3 separate regions of the Mus musculus genome follow, and regions 1 and 2 are each linked to region 3. The links are chromatin contacts, called in public HiChIP or PLAC-seq maps. All regions are on one chromosome and are shown on one strand. Each heading gives the region's core, a stretch centred on a gene start, on an enhancer-like site or on the middle of the called end of the contact. The rest is flanking DNA. Distances are from core to core; before and after follow the strand shown. Region 1 holds the start of Zc3h7a (zinc finger CCCH type containing 7 A). Region 2 has its middle 9.0 kb from the start of Gm4262. Region 3 overlaps Clec16a (C-type lectin domain family 16, member A).

Region 1 (3,388 bases), core at 317-2,816, 500 kb after region 3:
CAATAGAGAAAACTGTCCATGCACTTGATTTAGTCCAAAGATGAAGAACACCACACCAACACCAAGTCCACACCCACACATACACTCACGCACACACAGTGCAGCTCTGCTCATCATTTCAACGGAGGTGAAGAGAGCCTTGGATTCCTTCAAGACCTCCATGAAAAGCAGCTACTTCCAAAAGAAGCAGGAAAAGAGCAGATGGCAAGAGCGCCCAGCCCCTCCCCCAGTCCAGTAGAGCATTGTCCAATCGAAATACGATACCGGCGGTACGTGCCATTTTAAATTACGAAGTGGCCATACTAAAATAGTAAAAAGAAACTGGACAGATTGTTTTAATTCTAACGTAGCCACAACAGGTATCACCTCAAGTATATAACACACTGCTTGCTAAACACTGGCTGATTTAAGCATAGGAGTTTACCAAGGAGATCTTTTTCGTTCTTTTTCTTCCTCCCAAACGAAATCTTTCAAATCAGACTTTAAAACTGAAACCGGAGTGGGGCGGTGGTGGCACGGCTTTTAAATCACAGCATTCGGGAGGTAGGGGAAAGCAGATCTCTAAGCTCAAGTCCAGCCTGGTCTACAAAGTAAGTTCCAGGGCAGCCAAGGCTAAACAGAGAAATTCTGTCTCGAAACAAACATACAAACAAACAAACAAATTGAAACCAAAAGTGAATCTCAATTCTTGCCACATTCCAGTGCTCGACCACCCCACTTTACCAGTGGCCACATTACCATCGGACAGCGCAGGTCTACACCAGACCCTCTTGGTCTTAAATACCTAACACTATGACCCTCTTTGATCCCTTAACATCTGGGGACCCAAAAAACGCCCAACCCCGGAATAAATTCACCCAGTCAGAGCGCAGGCACCACCCCTTGGGCCCAGCTAGGACCTTCCAACCTGACCACACCCCTGCGCTGACTACCCCTAACCGGAAATTCCCGCTAATGGGAACTGACAGGTCTCCATTCTTTAAGGGTGGGGAAAGGAAAACCGAGAACCCTCGTACAGTCTCCGAACCCCGGCCGAACACCGGAAGCCAGTCGCCACCCATACGCGGGGTGGGCCGCGCATAACACCCGCAAGGGGCGAACCCGACACCGGCGAGCGCGCACTCAGCTGGCGTCGCGAGCGTCCCCAAACCGAGACACTTACTAACACGGACGCCCCGCGATCACCCAGCACCCAGGAATAACGAAATGCTAAACCACCAAAAGCTAGTGCGTGGATGTCGGCCAGGCAGTCCAGGTGGCAGGGGCCGCCGCGCGTGCCCGGATTACGACTCCCGAGGAGCCCGTGCAGCCGGTTCGGGGGTCCGCGCCCCTCCCCCGCCTGAAGTCCGTTAACGGCCGCGCGTGCTCACGAAGCGACGCGGCGCACGCACGCGATTGGAAGAGCGCGACCCTGCCCGCGACGCCCGCGCGTCCCCTTCCCTCACCTGCGGGGCGGCACCCAGGAGCCGAGGGGCGCGGAGTGCGGAGGCGACAGCGGGATGTGCGTTCACCGGCTCAAGAGCTCTCACAGTCTCGCAGCTTCCCTGGGCGACCCACCGCAGCTGCCAGCCCGCGACGCTCGGGGCGGCGCCCTCTGGCGGCGGGAGGCCTCGCGCGCCGCCCCGCAAACGCTACCATTGGCTGCGTTGCCAGTGTCAGCCCGGGGTTGGAGGCGCCACGTCGGGGCCTCGGGGCTGCGGAAGCGGCGGCGATAGGCGGAACCCTGGGCGGCCACACGGAAGGGGGTGAGAGACCGCAAGCTCTTGAGCCCAGCATCATCGCCCTCTCCCACACCGCTTGGATACCAAAGTAGGACTGGAAGGAGACCTAGATTCATCTGGGCACCAGGGTGTCACTTCCTTCGGAATCTGTTCTCTGCAGTAACTTATCCTGAGCGTCCTGCTTTGCATTCCGATACTGTTACCGTCACCCTGAAAACAGCCATACAGTCGTGTCCTTTCAAATGAATGACAGGCATAGGGACCCGCGTTGAACAGGGAGGTGACCTAAACTCATTCGGACGCCGGAGCGTCACTTCGGAACTTGTCCTCAATTCCCTATCCTACTCGCAGTCACTGTTTTTATCATCTTGAAAACAAAATGCGGTATTTTTGCAAATGAATGTAGGGACGGATCTCAGAGCCAACACAAGCTCTTGTTCTCCCTGGCCTTCATCTCAACTTATATGTCGCTGTATTCACCGGTGTTTCAGTGGTCAGGTGTACATTACCCCAGACAGAACAATGTAAGGCTGAGTCCCTGCGACTGGAGATGTGAAAAGTGCTCCAAGTCAGGGCAGTAGAAGGGAGAGTGCTTCCAGGCAGTGGGAAAGATCCTGAGCCTAAGTTGCTGAGGGACAGGGAAGACAAAGTGTGTGTGTAGAAAGCTCAAAGAGGATGAGCCACTGCATGAAATTTGGAATTCAGTGTCTGAGATGGAAATTACAAGGTCTAATTTGCAGTTTTAGAAAGTTTCTTCATGCCGTTGGGCGGATATATAGAAAGGACAAGCAGAAAAGTGAAAGGGGTTGAGGATGTAACTTAGTTGTCAAAGTGCTTGCCTAGCCTTGAGTTTGATTTCCAGCACCAAATAAACTGGATATGGTGGGGTACCCTTGTCATAGCAGTACATGGGGGTGGGGGGGGGGGGATAGGAGTTCCAGGTCTTCTTTGGCTATGAAGCAAGAAATACCCAGGTCCAGGACCACTGGGGACAGAGGGAAAAGTTTACATTAGAAGGAAGACACTGAGATGCACTCTGTCTGGACCCAGAGTGCTACTGTAAGCTCAGGAAGTCGTCAGTACTGGGCCAGTACAAAGTGAAACTTGATGAGAATGTATGGACTTCCTGTTGTTCCTGTACCAATGGCCTACATTTTTGTTGCCTTGAAACAACATAAACTTAAGAGTTCTAAAGGACCAGAGTCTGCAGCAGGTGTTTCACTGGTGATGTCCAGGTGCTGACGAGGCTTGTCCCTTCTGGAAACTAGTGTTGAGCTCTTGCCTCTTTTTAGCTCCTAGAGGCCTCCTGGACTCGTAGGTCATGCCTGTCATCTCCAGAGCCAGTATTTTCCTCTAAATGAGGTCTCCTTGCCACACCTTCTCTGGGTCTTTGCTTTCAGTTGTCCCTCAAAGGGCCCTGGTGATTGCATTTGAAACAAGGAGGTCCTGGATCCCACCTGGAGATTCCCAGTGATTTTCCAGGCAAGGTAGCAATAATCACAAGTTGCTGGTGATAGAGAGTAGATATATCTGGGAACCCATCATTATATGTACTGTAGGGAGCAAAGGAAAAGAAGGGCTGAGCATGGATGAACCTTCTCTAGCCTTGAAGAATACTGTGTGTTGTAAGGGTCTCTGCTTCTTTGTCTTCTATACTAGTGGGGAAG
Region 2 (3,336 bases), core at 538-3,037, 340 kb after region 3:
AAATCCTTAACTTTATTTCCTACCCCTAACATATATATCTGCCCCAGCATCCTATCAAGTCCCAGTGCTTCCTGGAGACCTGCATCCAGGGCAACTCCGAAGCAGTTACCCACAGGTGCTCCAGTCTAGCCTCACAAAGAGTTCCAACTGGGCCTTTACATCCCTAGACCCAGATGGTCCTGCAGAACTTGGACAGCATCCAACTCTTACCAACCTTGGCCAGCATTCCAGATTTTGGGCCCCCAATAACAATGCCCCAACGTCAGCAGGAAGTAGTCATAGACGATTATGTCATTCTTATTCATTTATTATCGACAAAAGGCTGGGATGTTGTGAGTCAGACCAGGGACAAGGAACTGAGGTGCATATTTAACATACCAAAGTTCTCCCAGCATTCCTCAGTCCCTACCTGTTATGGGGCTTGGCTGGCACACCCTTACATCTACACAGAACCTTCCTCTCGTTGGGCTTCCTCTCACCCAGACACTCCCTCCTAAATAATCCAGACACTTTAGCACTTTAGTTTGCTTTTCCTGCCCTCACCTTTGCATCACTCTTCTTCTTCTTCTTCTTCTTCTTCTTCTTCTTCTTCTTCTTCTTCTTCTTCTTCTTCTTCTTCTTCTTCTTCTTCTTCTTCCTTTTCCTCTTCTTCTTCCTCTTCCTCCTCCTCCTCCTCCTCCACCTTCTTTTGTTTTTTGTTTGTTTGTTTGTTTGTTTTTTCGAGACAGGGCTTTTCTATGTAGCCCTGGCTGTCCTGGAACTCACTTTGTAGACCAGGCTGGCTTCAAACTCAAAAATCCGCCTGCCTCTGCCTCACAAGTGCTGGGATTAAAGGCGTGTGCCACTACCGCCCGGCTTGCATTACTCTTCTTCTCTTCTCTCCTCTTCTCTCCTTTCCTCTCTTTTCCTCCTCCTCCTCCTCCTCCTCCTCCTCCTCCCCCTCCCCCTCCCCCTCCTCTTCCTCCTCCTTCTTCCTCTTCTTCTTTTTCTTCTCTTCTTCTTCTTCTTCTTCTTCTTCTTCTTCTTCTTCTTCTTCTTCTTCTTCTTCCTCTCTCTCTCTCTCTCTCTCTCTCTCTCTCTCTCTCTCTCTCTCTGTCTCTCTCCATGATTTCTCTTCTCTTCCCTTCCCCTCTGTCTCCCTCAGTATGGGGATTTCACTGACTCCCTCCTATGTGGTCAGTGAACTTAACAGAGAGCTGCTTTTACATTTAATTTGGTCTAAATTGGCTCATTTAGTTAGTGGAGATAACTTATCAATATCTAGCTCAATCTGAAGGTCAGATAAACAATTTCTAGTACCACATTTGCCTCCATGTGACATATAATACACTTAAAAAGCCATTTGCTGCCCATCAGACATTTAGGCATAGCTGAGGAATCTAACCTTGCCAGGAAATACCTGTAAATCTGCAGCTAATTAAGAACAAAGTCCCACTCCCCCACGTTGTGGAGACAGCAACACACACACACACAGACACACACACACACACACACACACACGAGTCTCTCTGTGGGCTCATTCCTTCCCCTGATAGTTGTAGAGTCACCAGGTGGCCAGTCACAAAAGGTGGTTAATGCCTGGCATCAACAGGGAAGGATGAGGAGTCTGAGACAGAAGACACCACTTGTTCTGAAGCCAATCTTTCGTAGGTTCTGCCCAGCCCAGACTTCCACCCTGGGCTGCTTCTGAAAGTCAGGTCATGTGACGTTGCAGGATACATGTGACACAGGCATTCGGGGGCTTTTGTGGGGAATCCACTGGAGAGGGCAGGCTCCTCCCTGTCTCTGGACACAAGGGAAACGGGATGGTAATAAGCCCAGGTCTGGCCCCCAAGCTTCAGCAGGCCACACCCTAGTCGTCACACCCACATCTCTGTGATGCTAACCCTGAGAGGGACAGAAGGACATGTTTACAATTCCACTGGAAGCCAGGCTAGATCCAAACGTTCAGCTGATAGCTCTGAGCTGCCCTCCTAGTGGCTTCTCAAGCCTGCAGCCCTGGTCTCTGGAGGCACGCTGGGGTACTTTTAGCTACAAAAGCTGTTCTGCACTGAGCAGCATCAGAGCCTTCCTCCCAGGAGCTACTGTGGCAACCAGACAGGAGCCACCCAAAACACTGCTCCAGCCCCTTTGGCTGTCAGACTATTGAACAATGGTCCCCCCACCCCCAAACTGGAATTTCCCCAGGAATTTCTGGTGGGAGGAAGGGCCGATGCGGGTGCAGCCTGAGGAACTTGTCTCCCAGGAAGAGATTTTACGTGGTTCTGAACTTGTCAGACCACCTTCATGAGGTCCTGGGGCCAAGATGCTCAGAGATGCTCAGCCACGCAGGCATTTAAACCTAACCCTTGGGTCAGGATCCTGAAGGAACCTGGAGGTTGGGGAAGTCACCTCTTCCTGACATGGCCTCATCGCCTATAAACCTCCTGTCTCTGCTGTCCACTGTTCCGCGTCTGTTTGGCCTGTAGAGGATGGGAGGCCCAGCCTAGCATGTGAGGGCTGCCCAGCCCCAGGCTCTGACCCTGACTCCAGTGCCTCTAGCAGCCCAACAAGTTCTTAGCTGTTTGGGCTTTTACAGTGCTGGGGACAGAACGGAGGGCCTTCTCTAGGGCAGGCACTGGCTCTGCCAGGGAGCCACACCTGGTAAAAGAGCCCTCTGGCTGGACATTGGTTCCTGGGAGGTCTCCTGATGAGGGTGCTTCAGAAGCCCCTGGGGGCTGGCAGTCAGGGAAAGCTTCCTGGGGGAGGCTACTCTTTTTTATTTTTTTTGGTTTTTCGAGACAGGGTTTCTCTGTGTAGACCAGGCTGGCCTTGAACTCAGAAATCTGCCTGCCTCTGCCTCCCAAGTGCTGGGATGAAATGCCCAGTTGGGAGGCTACTCTTGACATCTCAACCTTAGTAAAGAGCAAAGGAGCAGCAAGGCTGTTGCCACTGGAGAAAACGGCAAAGCTTTCCTCTCTGGTCCAAGTACAAATGCTGATCCTGTGTACAGATAATGAGCACCACAGCAGCACCGCAGATGCCTGAAGAGTGCTCCTGCTCTGTGAGTGCTCCCGCACTGTGAGTTCTACCATGATTCTTCTGTACAGCATAAACACTGCCTCCTTATTTACCTGTATGTAGTAACCCCGCCCCTTCCACCCAACCCAGCTTCTCTTTGTGTCTGCCTGTGTTTGTCATTTCTTCACATTCTCACAGAGCCCAGTCAGGGCAAGTCCCTGCAGCAGTATGTGCATGTATCACCAAGGTCTGGAGGACCCTGTTGGTGGCTCAGAGCCACCTTGTAACTTCAGAGGACCTGGTGCCTCTACCCCCGTGAGCACCTGGCCTCAGATG
Region 3 (3,387 bases), core at 180-2,679:
TCCTTTCTTGTTTAATTCAAGTATATTTATCTTTATTTTATGTGTATAGGTGTTTCCCCTGAATATATGTCTACACATCATGTGTGTGCATTGGCTGTGGAAGTCAGAAGAGGGTACTGCCTCCCTTGGAAATGGAGTTACAGATAATTATTAGCCACCATGTGGGTGCTGGGAAATGAACCTGGGTCCTCTGCAAGAGGAGTCTTAACTGCTGAGCTGCCTCTCCAGCCTAGCAAGTTCATTTTTAAGAGAAGGAAAAATAGTTGAGTGTGTCAGTATTGATTATGTCGGAGGCAGGGTTTAATGATTGACAGGTCATGTGACTGGGTATAGTATTGTACTGAGGAATGCTGATTAGGTTGGGTTTATATTAACCATACCAGTCTATATCACATACTTTAAAAGTGCTGCTCTGGTGCCAGAAATTTATTGGTAGTCATTGTGAATACCAGAAATTGAAAATACAAAGCAGGAAATTTGGTTTGTGAAGTCTGTAGCTTTTGTTTAAGTCCAAAGGTGTGGCCTATCTCCACCAGAGGTCTCCCATATTTTACTGTTAATGTTTGAAGTATACTGGATTCCCACAAGCTAATTAAAAATCAGCCTGCTATGCCGGTAAGCATTCAGTCTGAGAACTAATTTCTGCCAAACAGCCATAAATGTGTCCCCTGGTATGAAATTTAGACGTTCTTTCCCATCAGAAGATAGGCATGTGGTTTAGTCTAAACCTCTTAATTTGAGAAACAATGAAACCAACTAAAGCCCACCTAGAAAGGTCATACCTTGATGGAAGCCACAGAGCCTAAGAGGCAGCACACTGGGCTGCTGGCCCAGACCCCTCAATGTCCCTACCAGACCGTCATGCTCTTGCTGGGTAAGCTCACTGTCACCTACCTCTGTGCCAGGCACTGTTCTAGCTCTTTCCATACTTCCCTGAGACCTCATTGCAACCCAACAGGCAGATCCTATGACTGTCTCTCCATTCCATAAACCCTTTTCCTATGTACATTTAGAAGAGGAAATGGGAAACAGTTTCTTCAAGAATCTTCCACACAGGACAAAAGGAAGATGTATCCCCATGTGTCCCTTTAGGAATCTGAGGCTCAGACAGGTTACCCAGAGCTGGGAAGCACCTTCCTCACCTAGAAAATGGAGAGTGGATAGAGCCTGACCACATCCTCAGGAAGGCTCAGAACTGAGATCTCAGGGTGCTTCTGAGGGGCTCTGGTCCAAGCCCCTGTGAAAGGCTGTTGGGCCACCAAGCGTGACAGCACAGCTCAGGCATTCAGATCTTTTCTTGGAAATCTGGAGTCTTCTCTTCACTACAGAGTTAGGTAACTTTATTTACTCATGCTAGGGCTGTTTTCAAAGAGGAAATTATGCAATGTGCTATGCAAATATGCCATTCTGAGAGCAGAGCAGAGATAAGTGTGGTCAGCAGGAGAGGATGAGTCTGTGTCCCTGGTGACAGGCTGCATGCTTCCTGATAAGGGGACACACCGTGCTCTACTTGGACCTCGTTTCTGGTAATTGCATTTTCAGCAAGCTGTCTCCCTGTGAAATTGGTGCTGTACTCATGGGAAAAACAAGGAATGACAATTGATTCCGAGAGCACCCTGCTCTGTAGACCTGGGCAGTTGGTAGGATAGGGGATGCTGCCCTGCTTGCATTCCTGGAAATGTGGGAATGAGAAGGGTAAAGTTCTCATTTTATCCTCTTGAAAAAAGTCTCTGGCAACTTTCCTTGGGGGAAATAAACACAGATGGGTTTTTCAGGAACTTTGAGAAACTTGTTTGCATATTTGAGTAGACAAGGCATGCTAAGTAAAAAAATAAAAAAATAAATTAAAAAAAACAAAAAACAAAAAGGAAGACCCACCTCTGGAGGAAGGTACAGCTGAGCCAGTCCAAACCTGGACACCGGGACAAGCTGCCTGACATCATTGTTCCTGGGGTATTACAGTTACCCATCCCAGGGTAGCTGCCCAGGGAGCAAACAACAGATACCTATTTGTACCTGCAGATTTCGTACTAACTCATTGTTCATGGTGGTCCTGAAACACTTGTCATACCAAGTTCCTAAAGGACTAAGAGGTAGTATCCCTACTACTCCTGCTAGGGCATCAAATGGGTATTTGTGATATGGGCATTTTATAAGCATCAGTCAAAGTGACATAAAAGCCCTTACTGGTAGAGCACTTGCCTAGCATACATGCAGCCTAAAGTCCATTGCCAGCATTGGGAAAAAATGATAGAAGTGATGGAGGGCCATGGAGATGGTTTATCAATTCAAGTGCTTGCCATGAAAGCATTAGGACCAGTGTTAGGGTCCCCACCTCCATATAAAAGCTGTTATCCCTGCTGCTGTCCAGCAAGCTGGCTCATTAGACAAGCTGAAGCTTAGTTTTAGCAAGAGACCTTGCCATAATACAAAAGGTGAAGAGTAGTGGAGAAAGATGCTTGACATCAGCTTCATGTGCACGCAGATATGTCTTCATACATACAATCATACACCTGCCACACACAAGGAAAAATATTTTCTAAGTGATAGGCTGCAGCCGGGCATGGTGGCGCACGCCCTTAGTCCCAGCACTCAGGAGGCAGAGGCAGGTAGGTGGATTTCTGAGTTCAAGGCCAGCCTGGTCTACAAAGTGAGGTCCAGGACAGCCAGGGGGATACAGAGAAACCCTGCCTCAAAAAACAAAACAACAAAACAAAAAAAAAAAAAAAAAGAAAAGAAAAGAAAAAGAAGTGAGAGGGCTAGGGCGATGGCTCCATGGTTAAAAGTGAGTTCTGCTCTTCCAGAGAACCTGAGTTCCATTCCTAGCACCCACTCCTGGCAGCTCACAGCTGCCTGTGACTCCAGCTCCAGGGGACTCCAACACTTCCGGCCTCCAGAGGCAGCAGCACTGGTGTATACACACATTCAACTAAATAAATCTGATCATATGGCACAGGCACTGTGTGTTGAACACCTTGGGTCAAACATGCTGCTGTGGCTTGTTTGCAGATTATCTAGGAAGTCAACTTTAATCCAGTGGGCCATTTGGAAATCGTTCAAGCATGCATCCAAGTTGAAAGAGTCTACAGTGAACAACACCCGTGTACCACCTACCTGCCACCACTGACTCCATTCTTTTTAATCACCTTTCTACTTCTCTACCTTCAGTCCCCGAGACCTACTGGAAATACAATTCATATGTTAGGCAAGCACTCTGTCACTAAGCTAAATCCTAAACCAGAAATAATTTTATAAAACTTATTTCAAAGCAAGTTTGAGACCATCATACACTTCTCCTTAAATACTCTAGCTCTAAGTAACTGGACTACCCCAGTTTCATCAACACAGCTGGAAGATGATGGAGCCTAACACAAACCTTCAGGCTGT

What was found. HiChIP or PLAC-seq counts read pairs in DNA pulled down with a chosen protein or histone mark.
Region 1: a FOXA1 HiChIP or PLAC-seq map of pancreatic cancer cells shows a contact between it and region 3. The contact joins the promoter of Zc3h7a here to the enhancer-like site in region 3. A contact is called at or near these places in 3 of 39 promoter capture datasets (liver, maxillary cranial neural crest and pre-B cells) and 4 of 115 datasets of contacts at active chromatin or transcription factors (the SCID.adh cell line, bone marrow-derived macrophages, memory CD8 T cells and 1 more).
Region 2: a contact with region 3 is called in a FOXA1 HiChIP or PLAC-seq map of pancreatic cancer cells. The contact joins two enhancer-like sites. A contact is called at or near these places in 1 of 484 Hi-C or Micro-C datasets (frontal cortex) and 3 of 115 datasets of contacts at active chromatin or transcription factors (double positive thymocytes, memory CD8 T cells and pancreatic cancer cells).

The regions. Positions count from the first base shown.
Region 1 is chr16:11,174,775-11,178,162 of GRCm38.p6, forward strand. Zc3h7a (zinc finger CCCH type containing 7 A) reads right to left here and starts at 1,567. Exons shown (of 23, transcript NM_145931.3): 1 at 1,446-1,567.
Region 2 is chr16:11,016,249-11,019,584 of GRCm38.p6, forward strand. No RefSeq gene overlaps it. Among named protein-coding and RNA genes, the nearest start is that of Gm4262, 9.0 kb to the left of the region's middle. Within about 2 kb of position 1,788, at least 40 of the 459 cell types and tissues checked have an H3K27ac peak or open chromatin away from gene starts, as enhancers often do. A contact at or near this core is called in pancreatic cancer cells, where this site is marked.
Region 3 is chr16:10,675,477-10,678,863 of GRCm38.p6, forward strand. The region is part of intron 18 of Clec16a (C-type lectin domain family 16, member A); the gene reads left to right. Gm15558 (a long non-coding RNA gene) reads right to left here. Exons shown (of 5, transcript XR_384655.3): 3 at 3,115-3,181. Among named protein-coding and RNA genes, the nearest start is that of Gm15558, 6.4 kb to the right of the region's middle. Within about 2 kb of position 1,430, at least 60 of the 459 cell types and tissues checked have an H3K27ac peak or open chromatin away from gene starts, as enhancers often do. A contact at or near this core is called in the SCID.adh cell line, liver and pancreatic cancer cells, where this site is marked.